2 separate regions of the Capra hircus genome follow, and region 2 is linked to region 1. The links are chromatin contacts, called in public Hi-C maps. All regions are on one chromosome and are shown on one strand. The core of a region is the stretch at or near the end of the contact, and the rest is flanking DNA. Distances in the headings are between cores, read along the strand shown. Region 1 holds the start of HPSE2 (inactive heparanase-2). Region 2 overlaps HPSE2 (inactive heparanase-2).

Region 1 (4,905 bases), core at 1,643-4,142:
CCTCAACCTCTATGCAGAAGGTGAAACCCGCCTTCTTTCTCTCAGACCAGGCACCTGACATCAAGGTTTTTTTTTTCCAACGCCAGTTGATTTTCCTTTTCCACTACCTTATAACAACTGCATGCATCTCCCAAATCCTTGTCTTTCTGAGAACACTCCCCACACCCGCCTTGCACAGTAAAAGCAATGTCTCTTCGGTCCCTGAAATAATTCAGCCAGACCTCAGGAAAGGTAACGACCTTCTCTCCACCCCTCAGTTGGGCTCCATCATTTTCCATTCCCACTTGGAATCATTTGGAAGCTCTGAGGAAAGTGAAGTTTGCCGAAATGTGGAACGTGCGCGTCGTAGCAGACTCTGAAGAGCATCAGAACAATGGCATTTACAGCTATTTAGGTTCAGGATTTTCATAAATAGGTTTTTTAAAAGCCAAACGCTAATTAGGGAAGGCGCAGAGAACGAGCAATGAGGATGAGCTTAATGCTAAGGGCATCAGCTATTGAGTTTCGGATTTCTAAGTTATTTTTAACGCTTTTCTGGTTCAGGTTCTGAAAATCCAAATCCAAATGGTACTAAAGAATATCTTGAAGGCGGTGGATAAGAAAGGGGGGGGGGGCGGGGAGACAACGGACACTCCGGTTTCAGAGTTTCTGACAAAAGCTGTGGCCGCCCAGAGAAGTCCCAGTAGGGAGAAGGATCCCCTGGCCGTGGACTCCAGGACTGCGTTACCAGGCGGGCGCAATCGGGCGTCGTGTGGGCCCACGGCTGGCAGAGGAGACCACCGCTCAAGTCCGGCCCCGCCGAACCGGCGTTTCCAACAACCGTCCAGCCGGAAGCCTGCACAGCCAATGCAAATACGCCCCGCCACGGCTTCTTTCCCGAAAAGCCGCCTTCCACAATCTTTTCTGCGGCAAGCATTTAGCGAGAACAGTAAAGGTTTTGTTGTTGTTTTTAAGATAGGAAGCAAAAGAACTCCAAAGGAGTCCGCGCAGCTGGAGAATCGCGATGCAAGTAGGGAGTGTAGTCGCCCCCCCTCTCCGGCACCCCCCCACCCCCGCCCCGCTCTGCTCCGCTCCCCGTACGAGCTCAAAGACGCGCGCTGCTGCAGGAAGAGCTTCCGAAGAGGAATCCGGGCCGCGCAGAGCTGTTCCCGCCCTCCCAGCCGAGGCGCCGGCAGGAACCGAAACGGCCTCGGCAGCCGCAGCAGCAAGGACTCAGCCTTCCCGCAACGCTCGCTCCACGTGGAAGAAACGCCCCAAAGTGCGCTTCCCGCTACCTGCAGCGTCCTCCCGCCCGGCCGAGGTCAGGGGAGACCCGGAGAACTGAGGGGCGGGCACACACTAGAAGCAAACTCGAATTTCGCGGAGAGTGAAAGATACTCACGGAAGACGCACTGCGGACGCGGCCTCAGGGCAGAGAAGTGAGACTGAGCGCGCTCGGAGCTCTTCGAGGGAGCCCACAGTTTAGCTCCAATTTGGAGGGAATTTTTTAAAACTCAACATTTGTATTCGACATTGTAGACAATTTATTTTTTATTTATTTTTACAAAGCAACTCTCTCCCTGTTGTGAAGGGATCGTGGTTGCCTAACTGCTGAACAGTAATAACCGGGGAGAGGGTGCGCCCCAATTAAGAGGCCAAGCCCTAGAGTAATGTAGAATCCACAATTATAAATCTCCCGGCTTCCTAATCCACCCGTGCGAGATTCAGACCTCCGAAACATCCCTAGAGTATTTCTAGGACCCTTTCCGCTCTCCTTATATACGCTATGACCGCAGCGAGGGTTCTTTCTTTCTTTCTTTCAAGAAAAACTAAGCTATGCAGTTACCGCAGATTTAAGGAGGAGGGACTAGGGGACCATTCGGTCTATTAAAAGTATCTTTCAACGTCCTTAAGTTTGGAGAGGATAGCAGAGGATATAAAATTAAAAATCCGAACCAATTTGCCCACCGCTCAAGCCTCTGCCTAGATTGATTCTCTGTCTGGAAGTGGGAGAGAACTGACGAAACGATCTTTCCGTGGAAAACTCCACTTTCGTGCGAATCCCGCTTAAACATTCACAGACACATGCAGACACGCACTCTCTCACACACACCCATTCCTCTCGGGTCTTTGTTGCTCGAGACCTTTTTTTCGCTTTTGTAACTGCCCTGAATCTCTTGTTTCTCTTCAGAAGGAGTCCGGGAGGCTAATTGTGGATATATGTAAGCACAACATTTTTTCAGTCATAACTGATAAGTTTCTGAAATGCCTTCTGCATTGCAAACATGTGCATCTTAATAGAAAACATTGCTTTTCTCAATCACCAGTTACAGCCTCACAGCAAATATTCCTGGAGGAGGAAAACCTTTCTTCTCTTTGAGAGATCCGCCTGGTGTATTTTCTTCTTCTTCTTCCCCCTTTGGAATGAGGGGATAGGAAGGGGTGGGGGTTGCTACCTTAAAAAAAAAATGATCCATCGAAGCCCCTGCCTTACCTTAAGAAATCGAGCCAGCCATCATGAATGATGGACGGATCCAGCTGCAGAGAGAGGAAGTTCTCATTGACTGTCCTGACTGGGTTCTTGGTGCTCACATCAAGTAGAATCAGGGTCTTTTCCTTCATACCTGGAGCTCTGTCTACAGGCAAGGGTCTCCTGTCTCCAGCTTGGGAGGAAAGGGAGCGATGGAGCAACAGAGCCAAGAAGAGCGCCACCGGGGCTAGGCACGCGGGGGGGCGGGAGTTGCTGGAGGGCATGGCTTCAGGGAAGGCAGAGAGCACCCTCATTAAATCCCTCTGATTTAAACCTCTCTTCCTACAGGGTCTCGCTGGTGACTAATTGTCCTTATCTAAAGTGTGTGTCTGTCTGCCTTCCCCCCCCCCTTTTTTTTCCCTTCCTTTCCCCCCCTCTCTTGAGCTCTCTCTCCCTTTTTTTCTTTTTTTTTTTTTCTTCAGTGTTTTGGTGCTGGTGGAGCGAACTCACGCCCCTAGCCAGCCTTCTCAGAGACTCGTGCCAAGTGTACTCGTTCACCAGCACCGCCCCTTTAAGAGATTTCGACTGCAGACATTTTTTAACTTTTTAAAGGTAAGGGGGTGGAGTGGGGGAGGCGGGAAGTAAGAGGAAGGGGTGGTGTTGTACCCTCCTGATTTAACCCTCTAGGCTCGGGAAGCGGAGGGAGGGATTGAAACTATACCGTTGTAACATTTGGGGTACGGGCGGGACGTCTTGTTTTTACTTCCCTCCCAGTAAGGCTCTGGGGAGGACGATTCTAGCTGTGACCCCGACGCGAAAGCCCCTGCGCTATGGAGTTGAGGCTGCACCAGTCGCTCGCCTGTTTGCCCTGACAGCGTCAGGCATTTCGACTGCTCCAGGCCCTTCTCTTTGGGGTAAAGCATCGAGAGCAAGGCTGCTTAAGTTGCAGAGGGGTCCTGCAGTGGCGACTGTGATTCCTGCCAAAGCACAGAGAGCAAAGGGAGATTCCATGGATCCAAGTATGGACCTCTGCGACGCGCTGGACAGACACACAGAAGCCGCCCCTGACCTCGATGGGGCAAAGAAAGACTAGCCAGAAGGAACACACAGAGTGACCAGATCAAAAGGTTTATCTGCCCGTATGGGTAAAAGTCTGCCCATGGTTCCCATCTGCCTGCAGCTGAGGCCAAAATGTCTTGGGGGATTCATTATATACTGACTTAGGCCAAGTCAAAGCAACCCTGTCTGTGCTTGCCTAGTCTGGGAGGCGTTACGCCCATCTGAGCCACTGGTTTACTACTCCGCTGCAGCAGCAGAGCCACCCCCTCAGCCCCACCTCTCTATCAACCTTGGGCTCATCCCTCCCACCGGGAATTACACCTTTCTGGTGCCAGAACAGAACAGTAACACAATTAGGTTTCCAAACTCAGTTGGGAGCCAAAGCCAGAATCTTCCCACACTTAGTTCCTGGATGCTCCAGAACAGCCAAGAGCTGCGGGGTGCACCACCCGCCCTGGTTCATGGATCTCCAACCCACAGCACCCCCCAGAGTGCTACGTTGAGCCCTAGGTCCCCAGTTAAAGTGAGAGAGGCCAGACCTGGTTTGCTGCAGTCATACAGTCAGGTTCCACCTTTCGGCTTCTTTCTGGAATAAAATGGGGCTTCTACTTTGCAGATGAAGATAACTACTTTATGTGGTGTGGGGACTGCATGAGCCTCCCAGGGCCTACTGATATCAAACATGCAAAACTCTTAAAATGCAGAGCCAAGGTTTTCCCCAAGGGTTTATGAGCCAAGGGCAGCATCACAGCCACCAAAAAACAGTAAATGGCAACCTAACTCTCCCTCCTTCCCCTCAACTGAAGTTCCCTGAAGAGCTTCTACCAAACTAATCAACCAGGAAATAGAGCTTAGGTGGGTTAGACTGGGAAGTGCCATGAAGACCTTTAAGGAGGTCTACATAAAATGAGACCAAAGTAGGGAGAAAAAAAAAAGCATATTATTTAAAGATGATATTTAAAACCAAGATGTTAATATACTGAAGGATTAGAGGTGATCTCTGGCCCTAAGACCTGCTTCCCACAGTTCCTAAAAATGTCTAACACATCTAGATCCTTGAAAATATGTGTGTGCTTCTATGTAAGGGTGTGTGGTATAGTGTGAGTTTCAATAGAAATTATTGTAATTTTTAAATGTGCACTGAGAAACTTCTAGAGATGGGAACAGCCTGGTGAACAAAGGTTTTTACTTACCTTTGTATCGCCAATACCAGGCACTTAGTAGGCATTCAATAAATGCCTGTGAGCTAAATTAGTGGTAAATCAAATCCTGCTCAGCACACTAAAATCATAGACTGCTCTCAAGAAGAATGTGGAAATAAATGCATAGTTTTATTTGTCACAGTAAACTTTTAAGTTTCTTTACAGTAATTTGTTTTCCCAGTTATTAGCATTTTT
Region 2 (4,905 bases), core at 823-3,322, 680 kb before region 1:
AAAATTAATTTATTTTTTAATTGAAGGATAATTGCTTTACAGAATTGTGTTGGTTTCTGCCAAATCAACATGCATCAGCCATAGGTATATGTATGTCCCCTCCCTCTTGAAACTCCCTCCCACCTCCCACCCCATCCTACTTCCTCTAGGTTGTTACAGAGTCCTGGTTTGAGTCCTCCTGTTTTTTGATACAACTTGCCTTCTTTGGCCCAACTTTATGTTGCCTTCCTGTTTGCTGAAGGACATTGGAGATATTTATGTCTTGGGAGAGATGATTCCCTAGTGGATGATGCTCACTGATTTGTGATCACGTGAGGCATTGGACAGTTTCCCTAGGGGATGGTAGAGCTGCGCAAAGGTGCTGTTAGATTTACCTAGTGGGGGAACGATTACTGTCTGAGATGTGAATGGCTATGGCTAGTCTTCCCTTCAGAAAGATGAGAAAGCAGGGAAAACGACAGGGGAAGGACCTGCAGCTGGAGATTTTTTGGAAAAGAACTGGTCTGATATTACCACCACTTTCTCTTATAGCATCGTTTCTTTGTGTGGCCTTTTGATGGCTTGAAGAAGCTACTCTCCTGGTGACCATAGAGACTATAGGCTCCAAAAGAGAAGTGGGAGTTGAGGGGAGGGGAATGGAAGAGAATAATAGAATCTTAGAGTTTGATGGGAAGCAGTAATCTTTCACCTCAACCTCCCACTGAGTAAGGAATCTTAAAGCACCCCTGAGATGGCCATGTTGCTCATTCTTTGATTAATAGTCTACCTCCTAAGGAAGCCTGTCCTGTCCCCAGTTAAACCAGGCAAGCCTTTGAAAAATGAGCTCATTTTGTGGTGAGCTCTTTCTCTTTTAAACTGTAGTCCCTGGTTTTCTGTCATTTTAGAGGATCCTAGGCCAAATCTGTTTCCTTTCACTTAGCAGTCCTTTGGATATCCAGAGAAAGTCCTCACAGGTTACCTTATTTTTCTTGTCTAAATCAAATCTCTCCATTTTCTTCAGCTATCCCTGCAGAATATATACTCCAGACACAGAACACTCTTCTCTGATCCATACTGCAGTTTTCTAAGTTTCCCTGGTTCTATCCCATAGGGTACAGGGCACTCACTTTTTATCTGGTTCCTAGAATGAGAAGGCAATGGCACCCCACTCCAGTACTCTTGCCTGGAAAATCCCATGGACAGAGGAGCCTGGTAGGCTGCAGTCCATGGGGTCACAACACGACTGAGCATCTTCACTTTCACTTTCATGCATTGGAGAAGGAAATGGCAACCCACTCCAGTGTTCTTGCCTGGAGAATCCCGGGGATGGGGGAGCCTGGTGGCCTGCCATCTATGGGGTCGCACAGAGTCGGCCATGACTGAAGCGACTTAGCAGCAGCAGCAGCAGCAGAGTGAGAATAATCTCTTACCTAAAGAGTTGAGATTTGAGTGTTGAGTCTCTTGACTAGTTTGCTCACCGAGATGAGAAACAGGAACCTTCACTGAGGACCTGGATGCCTGGACTATGGCTTTTGAGTGGCCTCAAGGGTGTTACCTATAGAATACCTAACGACCCAGTTCCCCAAGTTCACATGCCACTACCCTTTCAAAGATCTGAACTATTTCCAGCCTTGATGGCAATTCCAAGAGAAGAAGAATTACCCCATGTTCTCTACTAACTGAAAAAGTTTGCCAGTATCTCCCTACTCCTAAAGCCCCAGGCCAAAAGGCCCCACTGGTAGCCTGACTGGCACACTGATTTGCTTTATATCCTCTTCCTGGTTGCTACCGACAGGGGCAGCTACAGGTTCCCAGAGCTTTCCATCCCTGCTCTGGACTAACATGGCTTCAGGTGACAGCAGGAATTAGCAGGCCAAGAACACAGAATCTGGCCCCAGAGGCTTATAAAACAGAGAAGGAGACACCAAGGCTGAAATCACTTCCTAGCATTTCCTTTCATCCTTTCCTGCAGAGCCTGCTGCACTGAATCGGCACCTTTCCTGGGAGACCCGCATCCCAGACCACCGAGGGCTCCTGCTCCCACTAGCAGTGACTGAGGGGGACAGCGGGATGTGGGCGCTGAGCGTGCACACAGCCGTCCCTGTCTGGCAGCCTGCAGTCAGAGATGGCGCCGCGCGTCCTCTCTAGAATGAGAGAGGCATTAAATGAGCAGCAGCTCACAGGAAGAGGAGCCTGCTTGGAGGAGTGAAGGGCCCAAGGTTCCACAGTGAAGCAGTGGCAGGATTAGGGCCGGAATCCAGTTCTGTAGACTTTCAATTCCAAACTCTCTTTAATACAATATAGGTATAATCATATGTGAGTGTCTGTGGTTATATATGTATCTGTATGCATGGATGTGTGAAATTTTTATTTGTAGAAGGCTTCATTTCACCCATACACTCTAACTTGATTCTCACAATAACCTCGTCTGACAGGTGAGCAAGCTGAGGTCACACAGGTAAATGGTAGCAGCTGGATTTATAGCCAGACTTTCTGGTTCCAACTCCCTCTTCTTACAATTGCATGACATTGCTATTTAATTTCAGTTGGTGTTACCAAATTCCTCTTCAGGACCCCTGTGGAATGAAATTCTCTTTTTCCTGTCCCTCTCTGACAATCTAATAAAGCCATTACATAGCTCCTCAACAATATGCGGACAAGGTGAGCTACAAGACAGCATAACTGGGAAAGCAGCATATCCGTAGCCTCTGAGAGGCACTTCAGTCACTTTACAGACAGAGGCAGGACAGAAGCCAGGACGTGGGCAGTTCAGACATCGGAGCTGTAATCCTGGAGGCAGATGTAGAGTTGGGCAAACAGGGTTAGAGGTTTGTGCCCTTGGGCGATGGAGAAACAAGCTCATAAAATGATGCCACCTGCCATCATTTCTGCATGGTTTTGCGTTGATGCAAGTCTTATCATTTCTTTTTATCATAATCTTAACAAATGTCTTATCCACATATTATCTTAAAAGTCTAAGAAGAGGCCACTTTTGAAGAACATCCTTAGAGCAGTTATTCTTCTCTTCATCCCCAGCTGGCTAGAGGTCTGAGTGAGGAAAAGGAAGGCAATGTGTATTTGCTGAGCATTTACTATGTGTCACGAAATTTATACAGAAGACTTCATTTGCTCCTCTCCATGGAAAAAGTTTCACAGCTCAAGAAACTGAGGCTCACAGAGTTCAAGGAACTTGCCTCAGGACATAAAGCCAGCAAGTGGCAGAGCAGGGACTGACACCTTAGCCTGTTAGACTAAGGCCTTTGGTTAGTTTCTTCCACGCGGTACACGTGGTCTTCTGGACACAGGGCAGGCTCAGCTCCCAGTCATCTTGGGTTCTAAAGGACCCTGAACTATCATAATCACTGTTGTGGAGTCACCTCTCTGCAGGATGTGACTTTGCAGGTCACGACTGAATGGCAGTGCAAGAGTTAAGCACACAGGCCTCAGAAGATTAGACCTGGATGAGAATTTTAGAGCTGGAAGGGACTTTGCCATATATATAACTCTTGAATTTTGCAGATGAGAAAACTGAGGCCTAGGGATTAGGACTAAAGGATTTGCCCAGCTTATTTAGTGAACCAGAACAGCGTCTTCTGCCTAGAATGAAGACCAGAAACTCAGCACACCAATCGTGAACTACGGGGAAATGGAGAGAGGGGATGAAATACTCGAGAGTTCTGCTGGGATAGGTAGGCTTGAGAGCAATGGACATGCAGCCAGGAAAAAGAGCCAGTCTGTGAACCCAGGCTGCAAATAACAAATGCAGGGTGGGCTAAAGAGACTCAGTAAGTGACTTCCCAGATTGTGTTTTGTTCCCATAGCATATAGTTGGAAACCAAATGCAAGCCACCAAGGTTGCAGTGAAATGGCGAACAATTACAGCGTGAATAGTTGTGGGCAGCTGTGGGAGTTCAAGCCACCTGCTCCAAGTTTACAGCTTTGTTAAACTTGGTAAATATTAAAAGTGGAATGGGAGTGCTCCCAGTCTGTACAGCACTCATGTCCTTCCTGGGAGGCCTCCCTCCAGGATGAGGTGGCCTTAGGCTGCTTTCTGTTGGTAGAGGTCAGCGCTGCCAGAGTCTCTAGATGAGACTGAGGGCAATAGAGATGTCACAGAATCATATCATTACAGAGTCTGAAGAGACTGCAGAGCTCCCAGAAAAGATAAGGAAACAGTTCTGGAGAGGAGAAGTGCCCAAAGTTATAAAGTTGGGGCAGAACTGACTTTTATTTTTTTCTTATAGTATTTTATTTCTTTCTCCAAGTTTTTATTCACATTTATTTTTTAAATTAAATTAAATATTAATCCAAATTAATCCCCAATTAAATCTTTTAGTTAAATACAAATTTTTAATTTATTAGAAGTGACTCCTGATCTCTGAACTTCTGATTTTTGTCCGGTGCTCTGTCCTTTAGAGGTGCTCTATCTCACAAGATTTGTAGATGTTGACAAATAGTTACAGTAGTATAGAATGCTACCCCTGGAAGGGACGTGGTTCTTAACTACTACTCTTTCTGGTTGTTATATGACTGGGGGCACTATTAACATTTAGTGGGATTCTAAATAGCTTGAAATGTGATCATCTGGCATAATGCATAGTCCAGATACCAAGAATGCCCTTGTTGAGATATGTTTAGTCCATCATTTGAGTTTATTGTTGGGGACCCCAAGCCTAGAGGGGCTGGGAAGGGCTTGTCCAGGGTGCTAAAGGGAGTAAGCAGTCCCTGGGTGAATTAGCAGCAACCTTGGTGCCCTCAGCAAAGCAGCCATCCAACTCCCTCCACATCCAGCTCCTATGGCACTCCCTCCTAAGCTGTTTCTGGGCTGGGACTTACTTGGACTTCAGGCCCTCCTGTCCATAGGGCTGCAGCAGATACTGGTGCACGAGCTTGTCCCTGAGAGTCCCGGCCAGTTTGATTTTCTTT

The links. A called contact is a pair of places that touch in the nucleus more often than the background predicts.
Region 2: a contact with region 1 is called in a Hi-C map of blood, with 6 times the contacts expected there. The contact joins the enhancer-like site here to the promoter of HPSE2 in region 1. A contact is called at or near these places in 2 of 5 Hi-C or Micro-C datasets (both in blood).

What each region holds. Positions count from the first base shown.
Region 1 is chr26:31,382,530-31,387,434 of ARS1.2, reverse strand. It overlaps HPSE2 (inactive heparanase-2), which reads right to left and starts at 2,892. Exons shown (of 12, transcript XM_005698313.2): 1 at 2,474-2,892. The coding sequence starts at 2,763.
Region 2 is chr26:32,059,683-32,064,587 of ARS1.2, reverse strand. HPSE2 (inactive heparanase-2) reads right to left here. Exons shown (of 12, transcript XM_005698313.2): 11 at 4,816-4,905. Among named protein-coding and RNA genes, the nearest start is that of HPS1, 36 kb to the left of the region's middle. Within about 2 kb of position 2,072, at least 1 of the 5 cell types and tissues checked has an H3K27ac peak or open chromatin away from gene starts, as enhancers often do.